Regions from separate parts of the Hordeum vulgare genome. Here regions 2 and 3 are each linked to region 1. Evidence: chromatin contacts called from public Hi-C data. All regions are on one chromosome and are shown on one strand. The core of a region is the stretch at or near the end of the contact, and the rest is flanking DNA. Distances in the headings are between cores, read along the strand shown. Region 1 holds the start of LOC123401425 (probable metal-nicotianamine transporter YSL14). Region 2 holds the start of LOC123401622 (ribosomal RNA-processing protein 14). Region 3 holds the start of LOC123401299 (pentatricopeptide repeat-containing protein At4g36680, mitochondrial-like).

What was found. A called contact is a pair of places that touch in the nucleus more often than the background predicts.
Region 2: a contact with region 1 is called in a Hi-C map of seedling, with 4 times the contacts expected there. The contact joins the promoter of LOC123401622 here to the promoter of LOC123401425 in region 1. A contact is called at or near these places in 3 of 6 Hi-C or Micro-C datasets (leaf and seedling) and 1 of 1 datasets of contacts at active chromatin or transcription factors (embryo).
Region 3: a Hi-C map of seedling shows a contact between it and region 1, with 4 times the contacts expected there. The contact joins the promoter of LOC123401299 here to the promoter of LOC123401425 in region 1. A contact is called at or near these places in 1 of 6 Hi-C or Micro-C datasets (seedling) and 1 of 1 datasets of contacts at active chromatin or transcription factors (embryo).

Annotation. Positions count from the first base shown.
Region 1 is chr6H:384,340,533-384,344,813 of MorexV3_pseudomolecules_assembly, reverse strand. LOC123401425 (probable metal-nicotianamine transporter YSL14) reads right to left here and starts at 2,359. Exons shown (of 6, transcript XM_045095224.1): 1 at 1,627-2,359; 2 at 157-320; 3 at 1-66. The coding sequence starts at 2,071.
Region 2 is chr6H:383,959,859-383,964,272 of MorexV3_pseudomolecules_assembly, reverse strand. It overlaps LOC123401622 (ribosomal RNA-processing protein 14), which reads left to right and starts at 1,781. Exons shown (of 1, transcript XM_045095457.1): 1 at 1,781-3,350. The coding sequence starts at 1,813. The coding sequence ends at 3,021.
Region 3 is chr6H:383,835,013-383,839,250 of MorexV3_pseudomolecules_assembly, reverse strand. LOC123401299 (pentatricopeptide repeat-containing protein At4g36680, mitochondrial-like) reads right to left here and starts at 2,465. Exons shown (of 1, transcript XM_045095074.1): 1 at 752-2,465. The coding sequence starts at 2,404. The coding sequence ends at 1,025. LOC123401298 reads left to right here and starts at 2,612. Exons shown (of 18, transcript XM_045095072.1): 1 at 2,612-3,167; 2 at 4,026-4,238. The coding sequence starts at 2,785.

The DNA.
Region 1 (4,281 bases), core at 1,110-3,609:
ACCATTGATGAGATAAGCAGTTGCTGTGCCACTTGGATAGGTCAGTTTGTAGTCGACAATCATGATCTGGAAGAGCAACTCAGCTGATGAGAACAAAGTTTGCTTGTATACAGTTATTTAGTAAGAAATAAGGGAGAAACATGTTGAAGGTCTTACTTTTCTCATGGGCACAAGTGCAAAAATCCCAATAAAGCTGACGAGGAAAAGAAAGCCTATCATCCATCCGAGGTGAGGTTCCTTGATGTTCCAAGCATCATTAGCCTCTGTTGCTTGCTTAGCTATTGTGTCACTCATTCCGAACAGATAACTGCCAAACCCACCTGACCAATCGTAACAAATAATAAGGATGGGAATTAGCCAAATTTATTTGTTCGTGCATAATGACATACTAGCGAGTACAGTTTCACAGGGCAGGCAGATCGATCAGCAAAGGTAAACAGGGTTATGTGCTAATGTGCTTTCCACAAGTACATAAATTAATCAAGCAGTTGGTTTCATGCATCGAATGATTTCCTCATCCTATGATCATATATTTTTGGGAATCATCACATGACCAATTTGAAACATAGATAATCAGTAAATCACCGCTCACCATCCTGGAAATTCCTATCTGGTACAGTTGCAAGAGAAACAGAAACATATGTAAAGCTGCTGATAAGAATTCACACATAGATCAACTTAGGAACAACGGTCATTTGCTGTGAATTTTAAAATCAGCGACGCATATGCACTGTTGCGGGCACTCTCAAGTCTGTGAAACAAGTGACTATCACATGAAAGTATTCCCATATAAGCTTGAACGTACATGTAACATGGTTCCGAAATAAACCCACGGGCCATGCTAGTAGTTTATGTTCATGCGGACTCGATGCTTCACATGCATGAGTCACGTCTATCATAGACAAATACTAGAAAACAATGAGCCGTGCATCTATCTATTTTAAGGTGAGAAGTCAAACCAAGCACGCTCCTCCATTTTCAGCTTGTCCATAACACTAGCTGTAATTTGCTTCTCCATCCTTATCACCAGCGCCCAAAGTTCAAAAGATGTTTGTTGACCATTACACCTAGTTGGTTCACTCATTCACCTAATGAACCAACCAAAAATGGTCCCTAATTTCGTCATAGATAACACAGTTCAATCAGGTGCACGCAAGGACCATCGTCTCCAACAGCTATTTCGGAAGATTGGGAAAACGAAAGGCACACTGCAGTCCACCTAACACACCTATTAAACCACAAGTCCGAATCCAAGAAGTTTCTTATGCTGTCCTTTCCCTATCCTTGCTCTCATCATAAGCCTACTTTGGAGGATTTGAATGCGATTGGCTCGTATTTTTTTCTTCGGGGCAAAAGAAACAATGGATTCGTCCCAAGCCACCAACCCACTATTGCAAAACGTTATGCCCACCTCTACCTCCAGGAGCCCAGATCTGTATCGTGCTCCTCCTTATCTACCATGGCACGAACGAAATGGATTCGTCTACTGGTCAACTAGACGAATGGATGACACATAAATTGAGGCGTCCAAGGAAAGCCGACGCTCAAACGCAAAAACAATGTTCCTAGCACGCTTGAATTGTAACTGTAACTGAGGAGCTCGAACTCGAAGGTTGGGGAGGTTACCGCTGAAGGCGATGCCGTAGGCGGAGACGACGCAGGTCTGGATGACGGTGTTCTCCTGCCTGGTGAAGGGCTGGCCGATGAGGCCCATCCGCTCGAAGGCGGAGGTCCAAAGGCGAACGAAGAAGAAGCCGAGCAGTCCCGCGGAGACGTTGAGCGAGGGGATGATCCCCGTGGTGAGGTTGAGCTTCATGACGATGACGCTGAACATGACGGCGAGCAGCGCGCTGACGACCAAGGCCCGCAGCGTGAGCTGCTCCCTCCACGACGGCACCGCCTTGTCCGCGAACACCTGCTCCACCGAGGCGTCCTCGGGGCTGGCTCCGCCATTGCCGGCCTCCTCCGCGCCCTTGCCCGCGTGGCGGTGGCGGAGCGTGGGGCCCGTGGTCCCCGCCGCCTCCGCCACGTCGTCGTCCCCGGCGGCGCCGTGGGTGGTGCGCGTGGCCATTGGCGCTTGGACTCGGCGTCTCGCAGTGGTGCTCGTTCCGTTGGCGTGGTGGTGGTGGTGGAGAGAAAAATGCTTGGGCGATGGCTACGGCCCGGCCCCGGCGTCAGGCGTGAGCTGTGTGCTGCGCTGTGCTGGGCAATATTTATTGGGGGTGTGGCCCGTGCAGCAGCGGGTGCTGTGCCGTGGGGGTGGTGTCCCCCGAGGTGCTTTGAGACCGTCGCGATGGGATCGGACGGCGCAGGATCATTTGTGCGCCAGGAGCAGAGGCAAATGATTTGTGGTCGTCTCCACGATGTATGGGCCGGCCGAACCACACGCACCGTTTCTTATCGAACTCCTTCCTTCCACGATATAGCGCTACAGCGACGGACGCTTTCTTTTTTCTAAAAAAAAAAGGAAAGCCGCGGCACTCTGCATCAATCGTTACTTTTTTTCCTTTAAAAAGGAGGATGACCTTCAACCTCTGCATCTATAAGATGCATGCGGCCATTTTACGAATATCTTACAAAGCATACAATAATATGCATGAATCCGTTATCTTGACAACATCTACTGCTACTCTTATCCATATGATGAAGGGGTCCAAGCTGTACCAAATAACCAGACCTTTCATCTAAGCCTAACATCTAAAGCTGGAGACCCTGATCGAACCACATACCTGAATCCGTCATCTTGACAACATCTACCGCTACTCATATCCATATGATGAAGGGGTGCAAGCTGGATCAAATACCCAGACCTCTCACCTAAGCCTAACATTTAAAGCTGGAGACCCTGACCGAGCCACATACCGGGTCCGGGGCACAATCCGGTCCGACGCACTCACATATATCGTCGTCGCCATCTTCCACTAGTCCATCTTCACATCAGGTTGAGGTACCAGCCTTGGCAGGTGCCTCCGCCATCGACGCCACCATGACGCCAAACGACGACCTTCATCTACGCAGTCCATCTCCAAGCAACGGACGAAGATCCATGCTAGGATAGGGCCGCACCACCGCTGTCGCCCGCCACCCACAACCGCCAACCAGCCCAAGGTTCCCAAAGCGGCGCCTTCAAAAAGGGAACGACGCTGTGAGCGCCGCCGCCGTCCAACAAACTTAAGGCTTTCGCCCGGGAGACCTAGGGGAAGGGGAAGTGAGGGGATCAGTGCATACCGACGCCTCCAAGGAGGGGAACGACGCCCTCGGGCGTCGCCATCGACGCGGCCGGCCATGGCCGACCAGGGAATTCACCTGAACTAGATCCCCGCCACCAACATCGCCTCCTGTACAAAACCGGCGACCCAAGGAAGCGCGACCCGACCAGGCTGGCTCGCACGCCGAACAAGGGAGGAGGGGAGGCGCCAGATTGCGTGCACCGGCCACCGCAAAAGCCGCCGACGGACGCCAACGACCACCGGATCCCGCCGCCCGTGCGGCCGAGACGCCAGATCCACCGCCCGCACGATTGCTAGCTTGTCGTGCCTCGCCAATGGAGCCGCCGTTCCAGATCTGGGGCTCCTCACGCAGAGGCAGGGCAACCTAGGCCCCGTCGCCACCATCCTTGGTGCCCCGGGCTTGCCCGACGGCTGCCTCAAGCGGCGGCGAGGAAGGGAGGGGGAGGGGGCGGCTAGGGTTGAGAGGGAGGGAGGGAGACGTGTGTTGTATGATCAATTGTTACATATGCAGGCATATTATTAATAAATAACGTGACAATGTCTTAGATCCACAAGCAGCTTGTAAACTGAATGCAAATCAAAAAATATAAAACAAAGGTGCCACATTCGGTGATAAAAATACATGATATGATGCATATACATCTAGCTTATTATTAACTCGTCATCGAAATCGGCTGAAGATAGCTCGTGTTGTCGTCTCCTAACGGTTGTATCCAATATTTAAAAGCTTCATGGAGTTCACATGACTAAATAACGATCACATATAGATTCAAATTGTAGCTTTGTAGATAACTTGCAAAAAAAAAGTTTATCGCATTAAAATCAGGTCATTTCTGGTGTTCCATATAGCGTAAAATAGTGCATCCCTATGTGAATATGTTTTGCTATGAATGTCAACTTTATTTATCCACGTCCCAAATAATGTGTTTATGCTCGTTGGGAGATTAACATTAGAAGTTATATGTATTGTCCGCCATAGTAATCTTGCTAACGGACAATCGAGAAAGTGGTATTTAATCGTTTCATTTTTATCACAATAACAACATATGAA
Region 2 (4,414 bases), core at 532-3,031, 380 kb after region 1:
TAAGGGTAGAAAAGATGTTATCTTTGCACATGGAGATCTTGTTTGGTTGCATTTGCGTAAGGATAGGTTTCCTGATTTGCGCAAGTCAAAGCTAATGCCACGTGCTGATGATCCTTTCAAGGTGTTAGAGAAAATAAATGATAATGCATATAGACTTGAGCAGCGTGCAGATTTTGGGGTTAGTCCCACTTTTAACATTGCAGATTTGAAGCCATATATGGGTGAGGAAGATGAGTTTCCGTCCAGGACGTCTTCAGTTCAAGAATGGGAGGATGATGAGGACATCAATATCATTGTTACATTCACACACCCACCTGCTATACATATTGGACCAGTTACTAGAGCTCGCACACGCCAATTGAATGACAAGGTACTTTCGTTTCTTGAAAATCCTTCTAATGTTCATGAACATATGATGCTGCCTAAGTTAAATACTTTTGTTGTACTTATGAATGAAGGACCTAGCATGGACAAGAAGGATATCCGTTGGAGCGGGATCAAGCATGGATAAGAAGGTGCACGCGCGGGAAAGAACAATGAAGCTTCCACTAGTGATTTTCGCACTTTAAAGCCACCATAAGGAGAGCATGAAGGCTTGGACGAAATATTCCAGACACCACTTTATAAATTTTGTCCATAGGCTATTATAGATGCCACACCACCTTATTTTTGGGCCAGGCCCATGTAATTTCGAAATACCATATTATAGGCTAATTTTATAGTTCATATGTGTGGGGAAACTGAGTTAGGGTCGATTTCGGACCCCTCCTCCAAGGGGTCACAAAATTCCTCCTCTATTCCCCCCATATATACAACCCTTAGGGCGCCGTTTAGACTTGAGTTTTGTTTAGATTACAAGTTCGCCATAGCTGCAACTTCGCGTTCTTCGTTTGTGTTCCATGACGAGACAAAGGCATCATAGAACCTCATTTTCATCAATAAAGCTTTCCTACTATTTTCACAATATCCAGATTGCAATCTTAGAGTCTTGCTTGTTCTTCGTTTGCGTGCAGGAAACATACCCTTGTGGTTAGGTTGATCGTGCTCCGGCCTGGTCAATAACCTCTCGGAGTTGATTTATCGATTGCTAAGGCGGGACGTCGTCACATGTTCGTAGTCGGATCGTCAAAGTCTACTCCACCAAAACCGATAACCACCATCTCATCGAAAGACAGGGACAACTTCGCCTCTATCAGCGTGTGCCCCTCTCTCCCCGCCCGCTCTGATTCGGGCCGCCGGTGGCCTGCTCCGCCCTGCCCGTCGACGGCCTCGCCTCGATAATGGAGGTCGAGCCGGCCGCAAGTCGAACCGGCGGCGGCAAATTCTGGCGTGCTATGGCTTCTTCAGATATGCGGCGATGGATTCCCTTGAGTTCCGGGTAGATTGCGGCCAGTTCTGCGGCGACCCGTGTGCTCTCACGAAGTTTGACCGGTCTACGTGTTAAACTGTATACTGTCTTCGAATATGTACATATAAAATTTTCGTGAATGGATATTCAGTGCCCTTTCATAAAAAATTTAAGGGCCGAACGAGTTTTGAGGATCTGCTAGACGTCTTTTTTTATCGAAACTGTAAACAGTTTTTATTTTTACTTTTATATTACGGTCATTGCTCTTAGTTAGTTGATTTGGAAAGAGTGGGTTCAGACGGAAGGAAGGGCCTCGCGCTCTCACCCCTTACGCCGTAGTTGGTCATTAGAAGCCCAGTATGGCCCATCAAACTAAAAGCACAATTGCAGCCATAATATAGACCCCTTGAAGGCCAGAGACAGCAAACCCCTCCATCGCTGAAACCCTCCAAACGCTTACCGCAATGGGCAGGAAACCCTCGGCCTCCGCCGCCGCCGCCGCCGCCGCTGCGGCTGCCGACCACGATTCCGCCGTTGCCAGCGCCAAGGCCGCCGAGCTCCTAGCAGCAGCAGCTGACTGCGACGGTATCCATGGGCACTCCATGTTCTTCGACGCCCTCGTGCAGCTTATACCCCCGCGCTTCTACCTCTCCGCCGACGATGACGTTCGCCCCTACTACCAAGGCCTCTCCAAGGCCGCCAAGGCGGCCATGAAGGCTCAGTCCCGCGCCAATATCAAGGCTGCCCGCCGAGCCCGCCTCGACCCCGCGGGGCCGCCTTCCTCCACCCTCGACCTTCTCAAGAAGTCCGTTGCCGACCAAGAGGCGGAGGAGAAGAAGGAAGAGGAGGAGGATAAGTCACAAGACGAAAGCCAGGAGTCCGACGACGAGGCCACCTCAGAGGGTGGCGACGACGACCAGGACAACGAAGAGGGAGATGAAGAAGAGGAGGAAGAGGATGAGGAGGAGGAGATGCAGATCGCCCCAGCAGCAGTTGTTTCTGAAGACCGATCGGTGACTTACGAGGAGCTGCGAGAGCGGCTTCATCGCCGCATTACAGAGCTTCGTGGGAACCGGTGCACCAGGCCAGAGTTCCTGAATAAGCCCCAGAAGGAGAAGGGTAAGAAGGCAAAGGGTGCTAAATTGAAGGGGAAGGAGGATGGTACAAAGCGGAAGCGTGAGGATGACACAGAGGGTAAGGATGGGAAGAAGCACAAGAAGGAAGGGGAAGAGAAGGCACCAGATATCATGTATGGCAATGTGTTGGTCGATCCAAAGGAAGCAAGGCGGAGGAAGAAGAGGAGGGTCAAGAACAAGAAGAAGGAGCTGGAGCAGGCTAAGCGGATGCAGCGGGCAAAGGAGGATCCTAAAAAGGCCACCAAGATGGCCTGGGATGTGGCAACAAGGCGCGCAGCTGGGGAGAAGGTGCACGACAACCCCAAGTTGATTAAAGAGAGCATGAAGAAGGATAAGAAGAGGCAGCAGAAGCACGCAGATGAGTGGAAGGACAGGCAGAGGACCGTGGACATCAAGAAGAAGCAGAAGCAGAATAAGCGGAAGGAGAACATCCAGGGCCGGGCAGAGGAGAAGAAGGCGCGCAAAATAGAGAAGCGCGAGAAGAAGCTTATGCGCCCTGGTTTCGAGGGGCGCAAGGAAGGTTATGTCAACGAGTGACATCTACATTGAAGATGATGATGAGTGAGTACTGTGTCTGCTTTATGTTTGTAAGGTTGCATATGTTGGTGTTGGTGTTGGTACTGGAAATAGGTATCCAGATCATGACTACCATACTTAATTATAGCTGGAAGGTCGAATGTTTGGCAGGTCATCTGAAAAAGATTTTGAGATATTCCTTTTGATGTGTTTTCATTGAGCTTAGATTAAATTGTTGAGGAACAAACTTTTATGTCTAGCTTCATAGCTATCTCTAGCACTAGACCGAGGAAATATTAATGTTCTTTTATGTCCACTGTCCGAGGAAATGCTAATGATGCTTCAATGGATGTCGTTCTTTTCTTTGTTATTCCTAGCAGTGGCCTGATGGATTAGTTATATCAAATTATGCATCAGTAAAGATGTTCTAGGTATAGGCTTCTCTGAATTCTTCTTTGATTGGTAAACTGGAATCCACAATGCCCACATCTGATCATGTTATGCATAAGCTACATGTCAATATTGTATATCAAGCTTACTACTTTGCAAGCTTACTGTAGTTAATGTACGGTCCGTATTATGGCGTTGAGTTATACTGCAGGATGCTGATTTGTTGGTTTACTCTCCGCAGTTATCCTAGATTAGTTTGCAGCCTTGTTGGTTAGGCCACATGTATACCTTTGTGTTTATTCATTTGTTTCCACCGTTGTCAAGGGTGATGTACTTGTTGCCTTCCATTTTCTTGAATGTGTACATTTCTGTTGTCACACACACACACACACACACAAGATACATGTACCTGGAATGCAAGGTTAGGATCATCTCTCTCCAGAAGATATTCTTTCTGTTCGACGAGAAGTTTTGAGAGATATATATGAATCGTGGCGGACGAGGGAGGATTGATGGAATGTAGATGCGGCTTAGTGCGCATCCATCGAGGTTCTTAACGAACACTTCCCCTGAGGTTCTTTCAGATTGCTGATTGCTGTCTACCCTATGCAAGATGTCTCCTTTTAGTTATCACTTGAACAGGCTACATGGCATTCATCTTCTGTTAGATTACTTTATTCCTGTGTGATCTCTGGCTCTAAAGATGATAAGTTTCAGAATGTGGTTGATTTGGCGCTAGAAGCGTTCTTGTTCTAGACTCCTAGCTGTATTGTTCATGGTACTGTTTTTCTCTGCCTTTATAGCCGAGGATTACTGAGACTGTTTGGACTGGATTATGATTTCGTAGCATTTTTTCCATGTGAGAGATGGTATATTGATATCAATATCATTCTGAAATAATAGCGGATTGTTCTAAAGGAAAAACTAGCAGTGCTCTATGTTGTAGGAGCAGTATGCTAATTTTGCATCTCCATGCCTGTTGGTTTATGATGCCATAAAAGACAAGGGTCCTATCTTGCTTCAA
Region 3 (4,238 bases), core at 1,216-3,715, 510 kb after region 1:
TTTTTGGGGTTTGCTACAAAGAAAATCCTGAAGCAGCTATTATTACCTAAAAGAAGGTTAACATAGAACTAACACTGTATTAAGAAAAACACACACAAATAGATTACCACTAACCAGACACTAAAGGCATACAATCTCCTACAATGCCGATGTTAAACTAACACCAACATCATTAACCGTGAATCGGTGCTGGTATCAGTTCACCTGCAAAATAGGATATCTGGATTCGTCACTTTCTGTCCCTAATGTCTTGCTGATCTTCCAGAAAGTATTTGGTATAATATTTAGCTGTTTAAAAACAAATGCCGAGTGCCCAAATTACCAAGTTATTCCCATTTTACCGTTCTTCTAATTATGCAATGCCATCGCAAGACAAGAGTTACATTGAAAATGTGCATTACAATACTTCTTGGGCTCTTTGATCACGAGGTATTTACAGAATTTGGTAAACCTGACAGCTGCAGATTCCTGAAATACTAACTTACTACACAAAACTCCAAAACATTAGACCATCTGCAATGCAGTTTTCTTATTACCACAGGTAGTTCATGGAAGCAAAGCAGGAACCCAACTCTTCTTACTCCGTGATATGAGAAGATAAAAGTACCATCACCAACACTGTTAATGGTGTGAAGCGGTCACTTCACTCACTTGCACTGGTGCTGGTCTCACTGCACACTCTGTGCTAATAATAATTCAGACATCCATAGTACTATTGATACAAAGTAAACTTGGATACACAAAACCATAATAACAACAAAAATGGCAATGCCCAATGATTTTAATTAAAGACAAGTATCACCAGAACAATATCTCCTAACATCGTGCACACTGCTCACAGTAACAGCCAACTCTTAATTCCGAAGTGACATAATCCTACAACTTATTCACGTTAGCAACCAAGAGTCCTTATCCAGAATGGCCTAGTGCTTACCTCTCCCCAAAGCAGCATTAACGATTCTTCAATGCTAAGAATGCGCTCAATTCAAACATTCTAACCAAACTGAAACACAGTATTCTTCAATTAAGCAGGACCCCGCGGCACTTCCTCATCAGTGGATGTCTCAGGTGAAGGCGTTTCATCATCATCAGATTCTTCTGACACACCCGTTTCCTCAGCAGCAGAATCTTTGAGTTCAAGTGGCTCAGTGGTAGCAGGCTCAGCCTCAGATACTGGTTCTTCAGCTGTACATTCTGCGTGAAGGGTTGTATCTCCGTTATCTGAGCCGAACCCAAGTTCCTTTTCCAGCTTCTTCCACCCAGACAGCATATTATCAGGGAACTTCTTCTTCACCACGTAAATAATCTCCTTCGCCTCAGCCACCTTGCCTCCCTTTGCTAATCCTTCAACAAATCCTTTCATTGTCTTAAAGTCTGGCACCTTGTGCTTGCTCATGCTTTCCCTGAAAACCTCCAAGGCGGCATCAAAATCGCCATGAGCAAACAGCTCAGCCAGCATGTGCTTATATGTGGCTGCATTTGCCGAGCACCCTTTGTCACCTAGCGAATGGTACAGCGCTTTGGCATCCTCCATCTTCCCAACTTTGCAATAGCCAGTCATGAGGAAATTGTAGGTGATGGTGTCTGGCTTTACTCCATCGGCCTCCATTTCCGCCATAACCTCGAGAACACCTTCCGGCTTGCCACTGAGTCCGTGGTGCATGGCCTTCACATTATATGTTGCATGGTCCGGCTTGCATCCGCTCTCCAGCATCTGCTTCCATAAAGTCTGGGCCTCCTCTATCTTCTTCTGCTTATACATGGAATCGATCATTGTGGTGTAGATGGTGGTGGTCGGCGAGATACCTTCCTCACGCATCCGAGCTATCACTTCGTGCGCCTTGGCGTCATGGCGGACCATACAGTGAGCCTTCACCAGTATGGCGTAGGAGGTGGCGTTGGGGGTGATGGAGAACTCCTTGGAGAGCTCCTCGAAGAGGACAGGGACGCGGCGGTGGCGGCGGCACCGGACGAAGGCCGATAGGAGGGCGTTGAAGGGCATTGAGGAGATGGGGGACGGGAGGGACGGCACGGCGGAGCGGAAGGCTTCGAGGGCCTTCTCGGGGAGGCCGGCGGAGGCGTATGAGCAGAGGATGGCCGAGAGGTGCGGCTCTGTTGGGGAAGCTGGGATGTGGGAGGAGAGGAGCGCCTCGGCATCAGCAAGCCGTCCGGCGCGCGTGAGGCGGCGTGCGGCAAGGGAGAGCGCATGGCGCGTAGAGCCGGCGGAGAGGGAGGCGGTGTCGATGGCCTCGAGGAGGGAGACGGCGCGGTCGGCGTCGTACTCGCGACGGAGGCGGGTCTTGGCGGCCGAGGATGTGAGCGGGGGCGCAGTGGTGGTGGCGCAGAGCGTGCGGAGGAGGACGTCGGGGCGGCGGCGGCGGAGAAGGGAGGCGAGGGCTGCCATTTTCGGGGGTGGAATTGGATCACAGCAAAGGTCTGGGGTTTTAGGTTTTGGGCGACAGAGTACACAGACCCACAGAGTACAGAGTACAGAACAAGAGAAGTCTGCTTTGTAAATGGCCAGTGTTGGGCTGGGCCTACCTGGGCCGTAAGCCCAGAACGTATCGACGGGTCCAACTCCCTATAACCATCACCGCGTTCTCACCGGCCTTCGCCGTCACCTGCGCCGGCGCGGCCACCGGCGAACGTTCTCAACTCGTCGTAGCGCGTAAGCTTCCTCCCCCCCGACATCACACTCCACAGTCCACAGTCCCCATCGTGTGTCGAACCGATGTTGCTAGAGTCAAAACCCTAACCCCTCGAAACACGAAACAGCTGCGGGGCATGGACGCGCTCATCTCGGCGGCGCTCGAGGAGGTGTGCGCCCGCCTCTCCTACGGAATCCCCGTCACCGACCTCTGGCCGGCACTACGCGGGGCGCTCGAGGCGGCCGGCCTCCCGCTCGGCCCTGCCGTCAAGCGCATCCTGTGGGCTCGCCTTCTCGCGCTTCCCGTCATCAGCCTCGTGGTGGGCAATGGGGATGGATCGACCGTCGCTCCCGGCGACCCGGCGGAGAAGGACGTGGAGGAGGCCGAGCGGCGGGGCGTGCGGCTGGTGTCGAGCGCGCCGCTCAGGGACAACTTCCTTGGGATGTATGACCACAGGTTCGCCAAATCGGAGCTGAGTACAGTCCAGAAGGCCGCGCTAGAGCTTGTCGGGGCAAGCAGGTGCGCTCCGATGTACATTTACGCAAAGTATCATATTGTTTGCTTACTATCTCCCCTTCGTTTTCTATTAATCCGTGCTGAATTTCTGCCCCCCTTCGTCTTTGTACATTTATGCCGACGCCTTGTAATTCTTCGGGCTTAGGAGCTTCTGAATATTGAGTCAGTTATGTTACATGTCCCGGTGATTATTTTAGTTATGAAGATTGGAGAATGTTCTCTATTCGGTGTTATATATGAACCTCATTTTGGGATGTTGTTATGTGTATGCTATATAATTATTTTGGTCCGTCGGGAAATTATCAGATTTTACTGCCCCCCCCCCCCCTCCCACACACACACATACACGACCACACATGCCAAATAGCAGGTTCAGCTGTGCCAGAGTTTCCATGCTATCTTGCTTTGCCAGTCAAATAAGTTCCAGCCAACATTGGCTCCCCTGGACACGTTTTAAGGGGTTTAAAGCCTGTTTTTTTTAAGTTTAACCAAGTCAAGTGATAGATTTGATTTGGTAAAAGTTGGCATGGCATCTCTCTTTGGTCGCTAAAAGTTTCAGGACTACTTTCTCTCACTTACCAAGTTTAGGTAACATAAAATTTATTTCTCAAATTTAAACACGGAAGTCTAAGGGTGTATTGCTTGTTAAACATGTGTTTTCTTAACACCCTGCGTTTTTTTTTTTGAAACTTGGCATCATTCCATCTGCAAATTAGCAGAATCAACATTCTCCAACAGAATTGCTACTGTTTTTTTTTTTTATCTTTCTTCGCCATACTATATGAAATTGCAAATTGGCAACAAGATATCATGACTTCGGTAATAACGCCTGCGATATTTGTTTACCTTTTGTCATAATAGGACTGTTGGTGTAACTCAGAATGATCTATGCAAAAAATTTCACATGAAAGGAAACAACTTCCATTTTATTGTAAAAAGCCTTGTATCACAGCGGCTCATAGTTAGGCGGTCAGCTCTCATAAAGGTGAAAGACAATGGGGCTGAGGGGGAAGAGGTTTCACATAATAAGCAGGTTATTAACACCAACTCATTATATCTGTCCCGATATGCCAA